5 separate regions of the Mus musculus genome follow, and regions 1, 2, 3 and 4 are each linked to region 5. Evidence: chromatin contacts called from public Hi-C, HiChIP or PLAC-seq and promoter capture Hi-C data. All regions are on one chromosome and are shown on one strand. Each heading gives the region's core, a stretch centred on a gene start, on an enhancer-like site or on the middle of the called end of the contact. The rest is flanking DNA. Distances are from core to core; before and after follow the strand shown. Region 1 overlaps Col23a1 (collagen, type XXIII, alpha 1). Region 2 holds the start of Sqstm1 (sequestosome 1). Region 3 holds the start of Tbc1d9b (TBC1 domain family, member 9B). Region 4 holds the start of Maml1 (mastermind like transcriptional coactivator 1). Region 5 holds the start of Zfp354c (zinc finger protein 354C).

Region 1 (2,700 bases), core at 56-2,555, 710 kb after region 5:
CTGGTTAAACTCACAGTACCCAGGGAGGCAGGACCTGCAAAGCCTCCAACATCAGTCAGGCATCGACAGCTGAGGTCCCAAAGGACAGAGTAAGCTGGGGGCTGAAATGTGGTCTTTGAGACAGGGCTCCAGCCTGGGACCAATTTCCAAGTGAATAACTCAATTGGACTGTTTGGAATTAATCAGGCGAACAAAAAAAAAAAAAAAAAAAAAAAAAAGCCATGACCACCACACACTCAGACGCTTCCTTACACTCTTCCAGTTCAAAAACAGCTTTGATTGTAAAAATGTAATTAGTTAAATGATTCATCTGTAATACCCCCCAAATTCATATGCTTTCTTAAATTCTAACATCCCCTGGCTCACTCCCATCTGACCCCTGCGGGGCAGCTCCCAGCCCCCAAGATGCTGGGCAGAGGGAGGAGGGGTGAACACCCACTTCCTGAGTCCCCCATAATAGTCCCCAGATTGGAACCTCAAAGACAGAGCCAGCTGGGCTTGCAGAAGAGGTCCTCCATACGGGCTTCCTTCCCAGCCTTCCCCCAGGCAGAACAAAACAGGTACTTCTTCAGTCCTGCCATGGTCGGGGTGAGGCTCTCCATTCCTCAGTTTCCCATCATGTCACGTGTGAGGCAGCCAAGGAAAGAGAGATGACCACAGGCAGTCATGGGGCCTGCGCTTTGGGTCCGCTGCTCAGGTTCCAGGGCCGCACACCCTCTCCTGTTTCTGCACCTTCCTGGTACAGGGGCCTCCTGCCCACAGGTCACTCTGGAAGAGGAAACAGTACCACAAGAGGCCAGCAGAGGAGAATGGGCCGGCTGCTTACTGGTTGCCAGCAACCAGCCATGGAGTGGTACCTGCAGACTGGCTGCTGCCTGGCACCTCTCTTCATTTCACCACACACAGCCTACTGCGTGGAGGAGCCTGTTCACAGAACTGGGCCAAGTCATAAAAAGACTGGGGAGAAGACAGTATGTGAGTAGGAAGCTGTTCCTGCCGCCTCCCATGACTTGAGAAAGAATGAGTTTGGGGTCCCCATAGACTGTGCGATCTCAGGCATATCTCACTCCTCATAGATATTATGTTCTTTGCATCCCTGGTAGCAATTAGGAGATCCAAGTGGATGGTTCCTGGGAGCTCCAGGACTGGGCACTCATACCGGGTTCAGTGAATGACAGTTCCTGTCGCTTAATGATCATTCAGTCCAGCAGGGGGAGCCCTTGAGGCTAGCAAGCTTTGCCTGGGTGAGCATACTAAGTACAGAGCCTCTAGCGCTGTGACACCAGGGCAGGAGTTGGCTTTCACTAGCAGATAACAAATCAAGGGCGCCCCCTAGTGCTCACCGGCGTTCAGACACCGGGGCTGGTGGGAAATTGGACCTTTCGTTCATGGAATCACTGTCATGTGTAAACATTGTTCAACAAACGTTTATTCTCAGCTCCGGGCAGTTTGGCATTTTACAGATAGTAGCAAGAAATCCATCCTAGAAGCCTACGACTGATCCAGAGAAAGATCCACAAGTCACCTAAGCTCCAGCTTCACATTAGGCTGTGGTCAGTGTCAAGAGGGTTTAGTAGCTGTGAGCACCTACCTACCTGCAAACCCACATCAGGCGGGGACAGGGCTGCAGCCTCAGGAAAGGGAGGTGTGATATAAGAACAAAAACTGAAGTAGGGGGCTGGGAATATAGCTGACTTTGTAGTCTGTGTGCCTAATATAAATAAGGCCTTGGGTTCTATGGGGATCCTCCCCCTTTTTTTTTTTTTGTAAAGATTTACGTATTTATTTAATGAATGTGAGTACAGTGCAACTGTACAGATGGTTGTGAGCCTTCATGTGGTTGTTGGGAATTGAATTTTTAGGACCTCTGTTCCCTCTGGTCAACCCCGCTCATTCTCGTTGGCCCGGCTGACTTAGTCCCTGCTTGCTCTAGCCCAAAGATTTATTTATTATTATACATAAGTACACTGTAGCTGTCTTCAGATGCACCAGATGAAGGCGTCAGGTTTCATTACAGGTAGTTGTGAGCCACCATGTGGTTGCTGGGATTTGAACTCAGGACCTTCGGAAGAGCAGTCAGTGCTCTTACCCGCTGAGCCATCTTGCCAGCCCTATGGGAATAATTCCTACGCCACATTAAAAAAAAAAAAAAAAAAAAAACAGTCATGAAAGCCAGGCTGTGGTGGTGTGCGCCTTTAATTCCAATACTTGGGAGACAGATCTCTGAGTTCAAGGCCAGCCTGGTCTACAGAGCAAGTTCCAGGACTGCTAGGGCTACACAGAGAACCCTGTCTCAAAAGAACACAAGCAAACAAACAAAAAACAGGCATTATGGTACTCACCTAAGCTATGTGAAACCCTTCCTCAACACAGAACAGCGACGAGCAAACACCTTTCATCTCAGCAGTAAACAGGCAGATCACTGAGTTTGAAGCCGGCCTGATCTACAGAGTGATCAGTGAGACCCTGTCTCAAAGAAAAAGAAAAGCCAAAAACCAAGCATAAGCCAGGTGGGTGCTGACAAAAGTGAGGTTCAGAAGTCCCCACCCCCAGACAGAGTCAGGCTGATAAGGAGCACTCGGTTGAGGCAGCCAGCCTCACTAAGGAGTCAACTGTGCCCTTCCTCTGATGTCTGAGTCCCAGGAGAGCCATCCTGCCCATTCCACTTCCCTATCCCAAAGGACACAAGCATCCAAGAAG
Region 2 (2,700 bases), core at 81-2,580, 620 kb before region 5:
AAAAAAAAGCCATTTTAATGTGTTCTAATTCCTAATAGTAAAATGAATACTAAAGTAGACCAGCCATTGCCTGGAACTGGAAAGGATACAAGATGACAAACAGGAAAAAAATTATATAATAAAATAATAATTATTACAATAATTGTTATATAATTTTTATGTAATATATAAATAAAATTTATAAAACAATGAAGAGATTCTAAGCCGAATGTGAAAATAGTTATACAACTCATTTTTTTTTTTTAAATGCAAGGAGCTGGGGAGGTAGCTCAGTTGCTCGAGGGCCTAACATGCATGAAGCCCTGGACTGGATGCCTAGCACAAAGATGACTCAGAAGGACAATTTAGAGATACAGGCCATCCCGGCCATATAGTAAGACCTGTCTCTGCTAATACGAAAGAATAATCGTTATACACTTTTACTGGGTGAATTGCACAGGTCCTAGGTTATAACGCAGTTACACTGAAAATTTTCTGTCCAGTAGTCCCTGTGATTCCTGCACTAGAAAATTGAGACAAGAGGATTGGAGTGATTGAGGACGGCCTAAACCACTCGTGAATTCCAGGCCAATCAGGCTACGTGGCTTTATTTCAGAAAAGAGAGAGACTGACCAACCAACCTGGCCTACCCACAGTCCTCCATAGAGATCGCAAAACCATTCCCTCCCACAGGGAGGGTCTTGTCCACTCGTCTCTTGTCAACAACCTCTAGCTCCACCCCATGCAGCCACCAGCCACTCCAACGCAAGAGACTGAGCTAGTTCCGGGGTCCCCTACCTCCCTTCCCACGGGCTGCCCCACCCCGCCCCCGCTGCTTATTTATCCGCGTCACTCCTCTCCACCCCTCCTCCACGTCTGCCTGGTCCCAGGTCTTCCGGGGCTTTAACTGAACCCACCACCGGGCGTTACGGGGAGCAAGCGAACCGCTGGATGTTAGATGTAACCTGAGCGGCCGCCTGACCACCCTGTCCCCGCGGGGAGCCAGAGGACACGCCGCCTCGTCCTCGCCCAGACCTACTACTCCCTGGCGGGGGAGGTTGGCTTCCCCGCCCCAGGCCCTCACCGCGGTAGTGCGCCTGGAAGCCGCCAGGCCTCAGCGTGGGGAACAGCACAGCCACTCGGCTCAGCAGCCTCTCGCAGGGCCCCGGGCCGGCCGCGGCTTGGGCTTCCGCCTCCGGCTCCGGGCTGAAGCAGAAGCTGAAGCGGCGGATCTCGCGGGTCGCCTCCTCCTTGCCCAGAAGATAGGCCTTCACCGTGAACGACGCCATAACCGCGGTCTAGGTACGGACGAAACAGCTGGGCAGCGGCGGCGCCGAGAGCCCAGCTTTTATAGAAAACGGGGGAGCCCCGCCTCGTGGGGGCGGAGCCTCTATGAGCCCCGCCCCTCCCCTAGGCTGGGGCGGCCGCTGGAGCCCCCTTGATGGGACCCTTGAAAGGTACGGGGTCGAGACGACCCCACTGCCTACTCTTTTCTTTCCCACCGAATACATGGGTGACCACAAGAGACCAGCCTCAGCCTCAAGTCGTTGGGAAAAGGACCCGTAAGTATCGAGCCTAGGTACCTCCCAGGCTTGGGCCTGCCTATGACTCAGCAGTGTCGTCCCCAAGCCAGGGGGGATGTACGGCCCAGAAGCTAGGAGGACACAGATGTCTACTGTCAGGTAGCCATTCTTTTAGCCAAACAGGCTGTCTCACAGGATGCTATTCCGACCCTCCTAAACATAGTGTCCCCGGTAGTAGCCCCCACTCCCACCCCCTTCCAGGCATCCACCATGACCAGCCCCTCACTGAATAAAGGAACATCACCCACCATCTTAGGCCTCACCCAATTTAACAAAGATCAGGTTGAGAGGTGTTGGACAAGCACTGGTGACTTCTCACAAACCCACCCTGTAAGAGGGGTAGCCAGGGCTCCAGAGGCAGCAGTAGTCACAACCTGTTCATTGCAACCAGAGATTCCTCACTGCAGCCCAGACACACACACACATACACACACATTCATATTCTCTCTCTCTCTCTCTCTCTCTCTCTCTCTCTCTTTCTCTCTCTCTCTCTCTCGGAAGGTACATGTATCTCAGGCCTTAGTGGCTTCAAAGCACAAAGGGATCAGACCACCTGCCCTCCATCTAGGAACCAAAATACAAGCTATAGCCAGTCCTGTGCCACAGGTTGGTTATTCCAGCTGTTTGAGGTGCTGAGGCAGGAAAAGACCAAGTTCAAGATATTCTGCTTGAGCAACTTGGTGAAACTGTTTCAAAATAGAAAGTGATCCTAGTACTTGGGAGGTCAGAGGTTCCAGAGTTCAAAGCCAGCCTTGGCTGCATGAGGCTTCTAAGAAAGAAAAAAAGTCTGGGTGCTGGGGGGCGGGAATAAAGAATCTGGCTATACAGTTTAGTAAGGATACAGGAGATTTAGCTTAGTAGGGATACAGCTTATAGAGATTTAGCTTAGTAGGGATACAGGTCATGAGGATTTAGCTTAGTAGGGATATACCCGGGAGATATCATTAATGGGAATTTGGTGCATAGGGATATAGCTCAGTGACAGAGCACCTGCCTAGTATGTGTTACATCTTAGGTTCAACCCCCAATACAAACGCCAAAACCAGGAAATGCTGCTTTCTGTGGCCAGAGTGACCTGTTAGCTAGCATGATGACACACATCTGTAACCCCAGCCCTTGGGAAGCTGAGTCAAGAGGA
Region 3 (2,700 bases), core at 94-2,593, 700 kb before region 5:
TCCATGAGTGAATGCTATTGCTGTTAATTTCAGCAGCCAGAAGAGAGTATCAGATCCCCTGGAGCTGTAACCCCCCCCCCCCCAATCTCCATCTTTTGCTGAGCCATCCCTCAGTCCACTACTTCTAAATTATTTTTGGTCTAGAACTTGCTAGGTAAACCATGCTGGTCTCAACTTCACAGAGATATACCTGCCTCTGCCTCCCAAGTCCTGGGGTAAAGGTGTCTACCACCATGCCTGGCTTACTTCCGAAATCTTGAGGGTAGACTTCTCCAGAGAGCACAGCAGCATTCGTCTGCGCGTCCAAAGTCCTCATTGAGGACTTACTATCAGGACACATTAATACAATGGGCTGAGAATCCAGTATCTGAGAGATGATGAGTTTAGTTATGTTTCATACATGGATATCATACTCACTCCCTCATGGAGTAAGATGATGGACAGCCAGACTGACTGGTTGCTGTGTACTCTGTCAGGATAACCGGAGTATATTGTACTTCAAAGTTGTAAGGAAAGCCATGTCTTGAAAGCTGAGTCACAAGCCGCGTTTCAGAAGGTTGTGGCTCACTCTGGCTGTCACCCATTACATCTGCTCAAACCTCCCAGAATGAATTTATCTCTCCTTCCTTTTACCCTCCTGCCATGTCCAGGTGACATGGGGACAGCTCATACAGCTGTCTCCCTAGCCTTTACCAAAATAAATATGGTCCGCCCCTTTTGTCCAGGCGGAGTCATTTGCACCTTTGAGTCAGAAACTATCTTGTTCCTAATTGTTTAACCGGGCTCTAGTTCACAGAGCCCGCAGTAGCTAGTTTTGCTTCATGGTTCAGTGGCAGAAGCCCTGGGCTGGGATCTGAAGGTGAATTTGTACTGTCAGAGACTGCCGCCTTCAGGCCAGGAGAGGTAAGAGCAGGGCACTGCGCCCCTAGATCATACTGCTGTACGCTTATGAAAAAAATTAAGTGCTCATCTGTGACCTCAGCCTCAAGGCCACCCCAATCCATCTGTCAGATGGGGTGAGCGCACTTATTTCAAAGGGCACCAGCTGCGCTTCCTGACAACTGGGCTCTTGAGGATCCCAACCTTAGACTTGAGTCAAAATCCCGAGGCTGACCAGGCGCTGCTGTACCCTTCTCCAGACGCTTTTTGCCACATTAACTCGCCTGGGCTGCACAGTAGGCAGAGAGCATGCGATCCCCTCCAAACTGGACAGCGGCAGCAGGGCTGGAGGGGACTGCCAGGCCAGGAGAGGTCGAGGAGGGCGACGCTGTGAGCCAGCGCGGCCGCTAGGGGGAGCCAACCTTCGGGCCGACGTCTCGACCCCGCCCCAGCCTCTCGGCTCCTCTCGGCTCGGCTCGGGCGCGGCGACGGCGGCGCGCGCTTCCGCCTCACGGGCTCTGGCCCGGTGCGAGCGGCCGCGGGATGTGGCTCGGGCCCGAGGAGGTGCTGGTGGCTAACGCGCTATGGGTGACGGAGCGGGCCAACCCCTTCTTCGTGCTGCAGCGGCGCCGAGGCCACGGCAAGGGCGGAGGCCTCACGGGTGAGCGGGGCGCGGGCGGCCGGGCCTGTGCGCACCGGGCCTGGCGGGGCAGCAGGACGCGACCCGCGGGCACGCGCAGCGGCACAGGGGGGTCGGAAGGCGGGTGGGGAGGACGATCCCGGGACAGGCAGCAGGGGAAGGACACCAGTGGCCTCCGCCGGGACGTGTGCACAGTCCTGTAAAGTCACATAGCAACCAGAAGCCAGCAGGGTTCCCCAGCTCGCCCTCTGCCTCAGTTTCTCCAGCTGCCTCTGAGGGACCAAGTGGCATAAGCACACGTTTCCTTTTGCCCTCTTTACTCCTAGTTCACTGAAGAGTTGCCTCTTGGCGAAGACCAAAGATGCCCTGACCTCCCCTTCCTCCGGTCTCTCCTCACTTGATGCCGTCAGAGCTCCCAATTCAAAGCTTGTTTTTGCATATTTATCGGTATATATGAAGTGTCCCTCAGAGCTACCCCGGGTGCCTCTCGGGTATCTGAGCACTACCACTCACACAGAAGCAGCTGGAGTGGGAGCCTCTGACTTTGTGTGACATGTGGCATTGTGGGAATCTATTCAGCAGGACTTGTTGGAAGCCCCGTGTGTCCCAGGGCTTGTCAAGTACTCCAGATCCGGCCCTGCAGCAGACCCCTGTACGTGGACCCTTCTGGGTGCCAGATCTTTCAATATGGAAAGTGAATTTTCTGTGAATGCCCTGGTTTTGCAGGGTGGCAGCTGACAGTCCTGCAGATGCAGTTGGTGGCCTCACCTAGGTGACATCAGCTGCCAGCATCTCATGAGCTACACTTCTTAATGTGGAAGGGACTGTACCTTTTCCAAGAAAACTCAATGTTCCCTTCCACAATCAGGCTCCTTCCCGGAGGGCCAAGAGATGACTGGAGTTGATGCTAGGCCTGGCTCCAGGACCCAATGTTTATTGAGAGTTAGGTAGCAGCCCTCTTGAACAGCCCAGTGATCAACCTTGGAAGCTACCATAAGGCCACTGAGGAACACAGGGCACCGTGGGACAAGTCCCTTTTGTTCTAGCATTCATCTGTGTCCAACCGCCTCCCGCCTCTCAAGGCTGAGCGTCCAGACTACGGTGCCAGCCATTCTGTGAATTCCAAATCACATTGAGCCAGGTTTGTGCAGCCTGCCATGGCCATTGGGCCATCACAGCCT
Region 4 (2,700 bases), core at 157-2,656, 540 kb before region 5:
AACACCCATTCCCCTCCCCCGCCCCTCCACACAGGTTTCCGGTTTATAAATCAGTTTCAGGGAGGCAAAACTTCTAACCAATAAATCTCGGGATTAGCTACTAAAAACCAAAGGGCACAGCTGACCAACAAGTAACGTCATTTCCCCCGTTCAACAACTATTAATATTATCAGAGGTTTTTAACAGGCTTAGTAGGTTAATTTTGGAACTGTCAATAATATAGCAGGAATCAGGCGTTCACAAATTCCAAAGTTCCCTTTTGCGGGGGTTGGGGGAAAACGAATGCCTTTTAAGCAACTCCGTTTACCGAAGCTTCCAAAGACTTTTCAATTTTCCATTCCGAAACCGCGGGATACTGTCAACTGAAGGGAGACTTATTTCCATATTAAAGCCCTAACTAACCTCCACGAAGCAAAGATCCAATCAACATCTGCAGACTAAGCGAGGCCAGGCCTACGGTGCAAGAACGCCCTACATCCTAGGCAACTCCAACGCGGGTCTGCTCCAAGACGAAGTTCTCATCAATTGGAAATTAAGTTTAGGAGAAAAGCCTACCAGCAACTAACCTCCTGCTTTTCCAGCCCCGATTTCACTCAAGTCCTCAAGGGGACGTTTTCCCAAAGTACACCGCAGTGCCACTTCTGGAAGATGACAAGCGCCCTGCCATGTTAGCCACCTCCCAGGACCCAGACTAAGAAATGGGGGCGCTCGGGAAAGTTTCCCCAAGGCCCGATCCGCGCCGGAAGAGGCGTTTTCGGGAGTGAGTATTGCTGTGGCAGGCGCCAGCCTTACTCACCGCGACCGGGCGGCCGTGCTCCGGGCCGTCCGCTGCGTCCAGGCGCGCGGCCGCCGGGGCCGAGGCGGGGGCCGGAGCGGCAACCGGGGCCGTGGCGGCGGCCGGCGGCTGCCGGTGCTTGCCGGCGCGCTTGGCCTTGGCCTGGATGCAGCGCTGGTGCAGGGCAAAGGTGTGCTGGCGCTCGAGCTCCAGGCGCTCGGGAGACACAGCCTCGTAGCGGGCCTCACAGGTGCTGTGGTGGCGCCGGCACAGTTCGATGCGCCGGCGGAGGCGCTCCATGACCGCGCTGTGCCGCGGCAGCGCGAACTCCGCCATGGGGCAGGTGGGTAGCACCATGGGCCGCGGGCGGCACTGGCCGGGCCCGGGCCTCCCGGCGCCGGCTGCCACTTCGGGTTCCTCCGCTTCTGACGGCCCGGATCCGCCTCACGCCCGCGCCATGTCCGGCCGGGCTGTGGAGCGGGCTCGGGCGCGGCGGCGGGTCTTCCTCCGGCCCCGCTCGGCCCGATTCCAGGCCGGGGAACACCGCCCGCCTCAGGCTTCGGCCTGTCCGCTATACCCCTGCCCCATTGTTTTCCGCGCCGCTGCCGCCGCCATCTTAAAATTGTTTTCGGGGCTTTCGGAAGAGGGCGGGGCCTGGGCCGGCGAACTCTGCGTCACTGCTGATGGACCGAAGCTCTAGCCAATCAAAGGAAACCCGCTGCCCGAGGGCGTGGGGGACAAGCACGTCAGGAATTTTCGGGTATTTAAACTGAACACTCTGGCGAGGAGGGAAGCCCGAGGCGGGCTCAGTGCGGGAGAGTGAACTGTGACTGACGGGAACCTATCCAAGAAGAGCCACGTTTTCTGAACACCGCCCCCTGAAAGCAGTCCCTTCCGGGTTCGTGAGGAACGCGGGTTAAGTCTGAGTGAGGTGGAAGCCTTAAGACCCAGATGTCCAAAGCTGTCTATCTTTTTAGTCCACCCACACTATTTCGAGGTCAGCCATTTCCGACCTCATTCTTTACATACAGCCACGTAATTGATCAGAATTGTTTTGAGCTTGAGCGACCTAGTAGAGATAGTTATCACTGACTGGTACTGTGAGCAATAGCTCATTACTTGGAGGGGTGAGGGTGGGAAAGAGCCTCAATACTGGGGACTGGAGTTATTTAGATCTACAGGGGCATACACTTAAAAACCGACTGATATATAAAATTGAGTCACTCAAAATCCAATCCAAAGCACTGGGTTCCAGTGATGCCACTAGCAAGCAAGTGAGCGAAGGTAAAAAGCCAGGAAAGGACCAAAAAATGTTCTGGATGGTTACTGACACCCAAACTGCCATAGGAGATGCTGGGAGGCTTTGCAATAGAAGACCTCACGAGCCACTCAAACATGTCACCCTTTAACCTCTTACTAGAGTTCATTAAAGTTTTATTTTTAAAATCACAAAGAAAAAAAGCTAACAGCCAAGTGTTTTTATACACATGGAGTTAAAATAAGAAAAAGGAATTCTAAGTTTTTGGTGGCGGGAGTGGCAAAGATAAGTGAGCACTGCTTCTTCCCAGTGCCAAGCATTACAATCAGCACTCAAGTGAAACCAGCAGCTTTTGTATGCAGTGATGAAGGACTGAACCCAGGACCTCATGAGTACGCTGCAGCTGTCTTCACATACACACTAGAAGAGGGCATCGGATCCCATTACTGATGATTATGAGCCACCATGTGGTTGCTGGGAATTCAGGACCTCTGGCAGAGCAGTGGGGTACTTAGCTGCTGAGCCAACTCTCCAGCCCACCATTAAACTGTAGTGTCAGGTACCCCAGATTGCCCTCAAATATATTGTCTGAGGCTGGCCTGCCTCTGCTTCTGATCACACCATTACGCCCAGTTAGAAGTGCAAGGTTATCTTCAAAACTCTATAG
Region 5 (2,700 bases), core at 153-2,652:
CTAATTTTGCAAGGGAAAAAATTGGCAGGGGCAGAAAATGGAAACACATCCACATCTGAGTCAGAAAGCAATTTATGCAAAGACAAGCTTCACTTACTGTGCCTCGGGCAGCCAGCAAATCCACAGCCATTTCCCTTCTTAGTTTTTCTGCCAAAGGAGAGCCGAGTGCTGACCAAATATGCCTGGGAAGAAAAAAAAAAAAAAGGTGTAGTAAGGAATTCTGGTACAAAGGGAAGGCTTGGAGCCAGGAGGGTAAAGCCACCCACAAAGGGGTCTGGAGAAGTGGCTGTGTGATTAAAAGCACTTCCCTTGTTCGCAAAGAAGTTTGATTATCAGCACCCACATTGGGCTATCCACAGCTACTTGTAACTACAGGGGATCCAACATCCTCTCTGGCTTCCTTAGGTACTGTGTGCTCATGGGCACAGACACACAAACAGACACAAACATACACACATGAAAATAAATTAAGTTTTAAAACCCACCCATAATGGTACCAAATGACAGGAACACTGACAAAGCCAACCTGCCAAAACTACATCCCTTCTGTATATTAATCACTCTTCTTCTTTCTTACACTGATCCCTCCACACCCACCTACAGACCCTTTAGCACCTTGTACAAGATTCGTGGCAATGTCAAAAGGTTGGGCAGGACTGATTTAAAGTACAAAGGATAATGTGTCCAAGCTCTCTGCAAATGCTGTGTCTGTCTACCGCAAGAACTTAAGTGTTGGCTGTTTGGGAATTCCTGGAACCAGTCCTCTGTGCAGCAGAGGTGGGGCTGTGCTGTCGACGTGGCTGAGGTGGACAGCCAGGAGGTTCACAGCCTGCCCAAAGTGACAAGACAGCAAGCATCACAAATGGGAAGGAAATTCTGCTTTCAGTCTAAGGCTCCGATCAAGACTCAGAGAACTCTCGGGCCACAATGTGCCTTGGTTTCTTCTTCTGCACCATAGGCACAATGAAGGGCCAAGGGGCCTGTAACTTGCTATTAGATGCGCTAATTCATTAAGTTAGATTAGACTGCTAGGTATCGGCTGTTGATTTTATGATCTGCATAGCTAAGATGCTACAGAAGATGCACAGGCCTCTGGATCCGCAGTTTGGTCCCAGCCACGCTTCGTGGAGGGCCAAACCCGCAGAAAGATCCCCGAGCCTGAGGCCGCAGAGCAGTCGCCAGGCCGCGCCGGGCTCGCCGGGAAGCCCACCGCCCGCTACGCCCCGGTCGCCCCTCTTCACCCCACTCACGGACGCCGGCGCTCGCTCCCACCACTCTCAGCACGAGCAGTCTCGAGGATGTCGGCCCCAGACGCTCTCTCCTAGCACAGTCAGGATCACCTCCACCAGGAGCCCCCCAAAACGCCGCGAGCAGCCCCGCCACCGGGAGAAGCCCCAGAGAACTACTACTCCCGGCATGCCTGAGGTCTTTTCTGACTACACCTCCCAGAAGGCACCGGGGCCAGGCGCGTTCTGAAAGCTGAGTCGGGTCGTGTTGCACTGCAAATCCAGCAAGCCTGTCCCTGCTCTCTCAGTCAGTCCCTCAGACTTGTTTGCTAGGAGGGTGAAGTGATGTGACAGGACAAAAGTGGAATTTAGGGTTTAGGAGCGAGGTACCCATAGGTACCAGGCCAGCCTGACTGACTACATGTGGACAGCCAGGACTACATAGCGAGACTAAAACCAAAAAAAGTAAAACAAAACAAAACTCTAGGAGAACCCTAGCCCACATCACTAATCATTGTAGTTTATTTTTTTTACATTTTTTATTAGGTATTTAGCTCATTTACATTTCCAATGCTATACCAAAAGTCCCCCATACCCACCCACCCCCACTCCCCTACCCACCCACTCCCCCTTTTTGGCCCTGGCGTTCCCCCGTACTGGGGCATATAAAGTTTGCGTGTCCAATGGGCCTCTCTTTCCAGTGATGGCCAACTAGGCCATCTTTTGATACATATGCAGCTAGAGTCAAGAGCTCCGGGGTACTGGTTAGTTCATAATGTTGTTCCACATATAGGGTTGCAGATCCCTTTAGCTCCTTGGGTACTTTCTCTAGCTCCTCCATTGGGAGCCCTGTGATCCATCCATTATCTGACTGTGAGCATCCACTTCTGTGTTTGCTAGGCCCCGGCATAGTCTCACAAGAGACAGCTACATCTGGGTCCTTTCGATAAAATCTTGCTAGTATATGCAATGGTGTCAGCGTTTGGATGCTGATTATGGGGTGGATCCCTGGATATGGCAGTCTCTACATGGTCCATCCTTTCATCTCAGCTCCAAACTTTGTCTTTGTAACTCCTTCCATGGGTGTTTTGTTCCCAATTCTAAGGGGGGGCATAGTGTCCACGCCCCAACTGGTAAGAAGGACACATGCTCCACTATGTTCATAGCAGCCTTATTTATAATAGCCAGAAGCTGGAAAGAACCCAGATGCCCCTCAACAGAGGAATGGATACAGAAAATGTGGTACATCTACACAATGGAGTACTACTCAGCTATTAAAAAGAATGAATTTATGAAATTCCTAGCCAAATGGATGGACCTGGAGGGCATCATCCTGAGTGAGGTAACACATTCATAAAGGAACTCACACAATATGTACTCACTGATAAGTGGATATTAGCCCCAAACCTAGGATACCCAAGATATAAGATACAATTTGCTAAACACATTGTAGTTTATTTTTACTGTATACAAT

Evidence for each region. Promoter capture Hi-C pulls out the DNA fragments that hold promoters and counts their contacts. A called contact is a pair of places that touch in the nucleus more often than the background predicts. HiChIP or PLAC-seq counts read pairs in DNA pulled down with a chosen protein or histone mark.
Region 1: an H3K27ac HiChIP or PLAC-seq map of the NIH/3T3 cell line shows a contact between it and region 5, with 11 times the contacts expected there. The contact joins the enhancer-like site here to the promoter of Zfp354c in region 5. A contact is called at or near these places in 7 of 39 promoter capture datasets (the 3T3-L1 cell line, 3T3-L1-derived adipocytes, the C10 cell line and 4 more), 1 of 15 datasets of contacts at CTCF or cohesin (large pre-B cells), 1 of 484 Hi-C or Micro-C datasets (cerebral cortex) and 4 of 115 datasets of contacts at active chromatin or transcription factors (the NIH/3T3 cell line, embryonic stem cells, large pre-B cells and 1 more).
Region 2: a Hi-C map of the N1E-115 cell line shows a contact between it and region 5, with 4 times the contacts expected there. The contact joins the promoter of Sqstm1 here to the promoter of Zfp354c in region 5. A contact is called at or near these places in 1 of 39 promoter capture datasets (neural stem cells), 1 of 484 Hi-C or Micro-C datasets (the N1E-115 cell line) and 1 of 115 datasets of contacts at active chromatin or transcription factors (memory CD8 T cells).
Region 3: a Hi-C map of the C2C12 cell line shows a contact between it and region 5, with 2.7 times the contacts expected there. The contact joins the promoter of Tbc1d9b here to the promoter of Zfp354c in region 5. A contact is called at or near these places in 3 of 39 promoter capture datasets (the 3T3-L1 cell line, neural stem cells and stem cell-derived epiblast-like cells) and 1 of 484 Hi-C or Micro-C datasets (the C2C12 cell line).
Region 4: a promoter capture Hi-C map of hippocampal neurons shows a contact between it and region 5, with 2.4 times the contacts expected there. The contact joins the promoter of Maml1 here to the promoter of Zfp354c in region 5. A contact is called at or near these places in 3 of 39 promoter capture datasets (cranial neural crest, frontonasal cranial neural crest and hippocampal neurons).

Annotation. Positions count from the first base shown.
Region 1 is chr11:51,538,551-51,541,250 of GRCm38.p6, forward strand. All of the region lies in intron 5 of Col23a1 (collagen, type XXIII, alpha 1), which reads left to right. Among named protein-coding and RNA genes, the nearest start is that of Phykpl, 45 kb to the right of the region's middle. Within about 2 kb of position 1,306, at least 38 of the 459 cell types and tissues checked have an H3K27ac peak or open chromatin away from gene starts, as enhancers often do.
Region 2 is chr11:50,209,490-50,212,189 of GRCm38.p6, forward strand. It overlaps Sqstm1 (sequestosome 1), which reads right to left and starts at 1,331. Exons shown (of 8, transcript NM_011018.3): 1 at 1,064-1,331. The coding sequence starts at 1,268.
Region 3 is chr11:50,130,017-50,132,716 of GRCm38.p6, forward strand. It overlaps Tbc1d9b (TBC1 domain family, member 9B), which reads left to right and starts at 1,344. Exons shown (of 22, transcript NM_001290760.1): 1 at 1,344-1,540. The coding sequence starts at 1,423.
Region 4 is chr11:50,290,930-50,293,629 of GRCm38.p6, forward strand. It overlaps Maml1 (mastermind like transcriptional coactivator 1), which reads right to left and starts at 1,407. Exons shown (of 5, transcript NM_175334.3): 1 at 797-1,407. The coding sequence starts at 1,132.
Region 5 is chr11:50,826,329-50,829,028 of GRCm38.p6, forward strand. Zfp354c (zinc finger protein 354C) reads right to left here and starts at 1,403. Exons shown (of 5, transcript NM_013922.4): 1 at 1,251-1,403; 2 at 98-182. The coding sequence starts at 130. It also overlaps a transcript of Zfp879 not described here.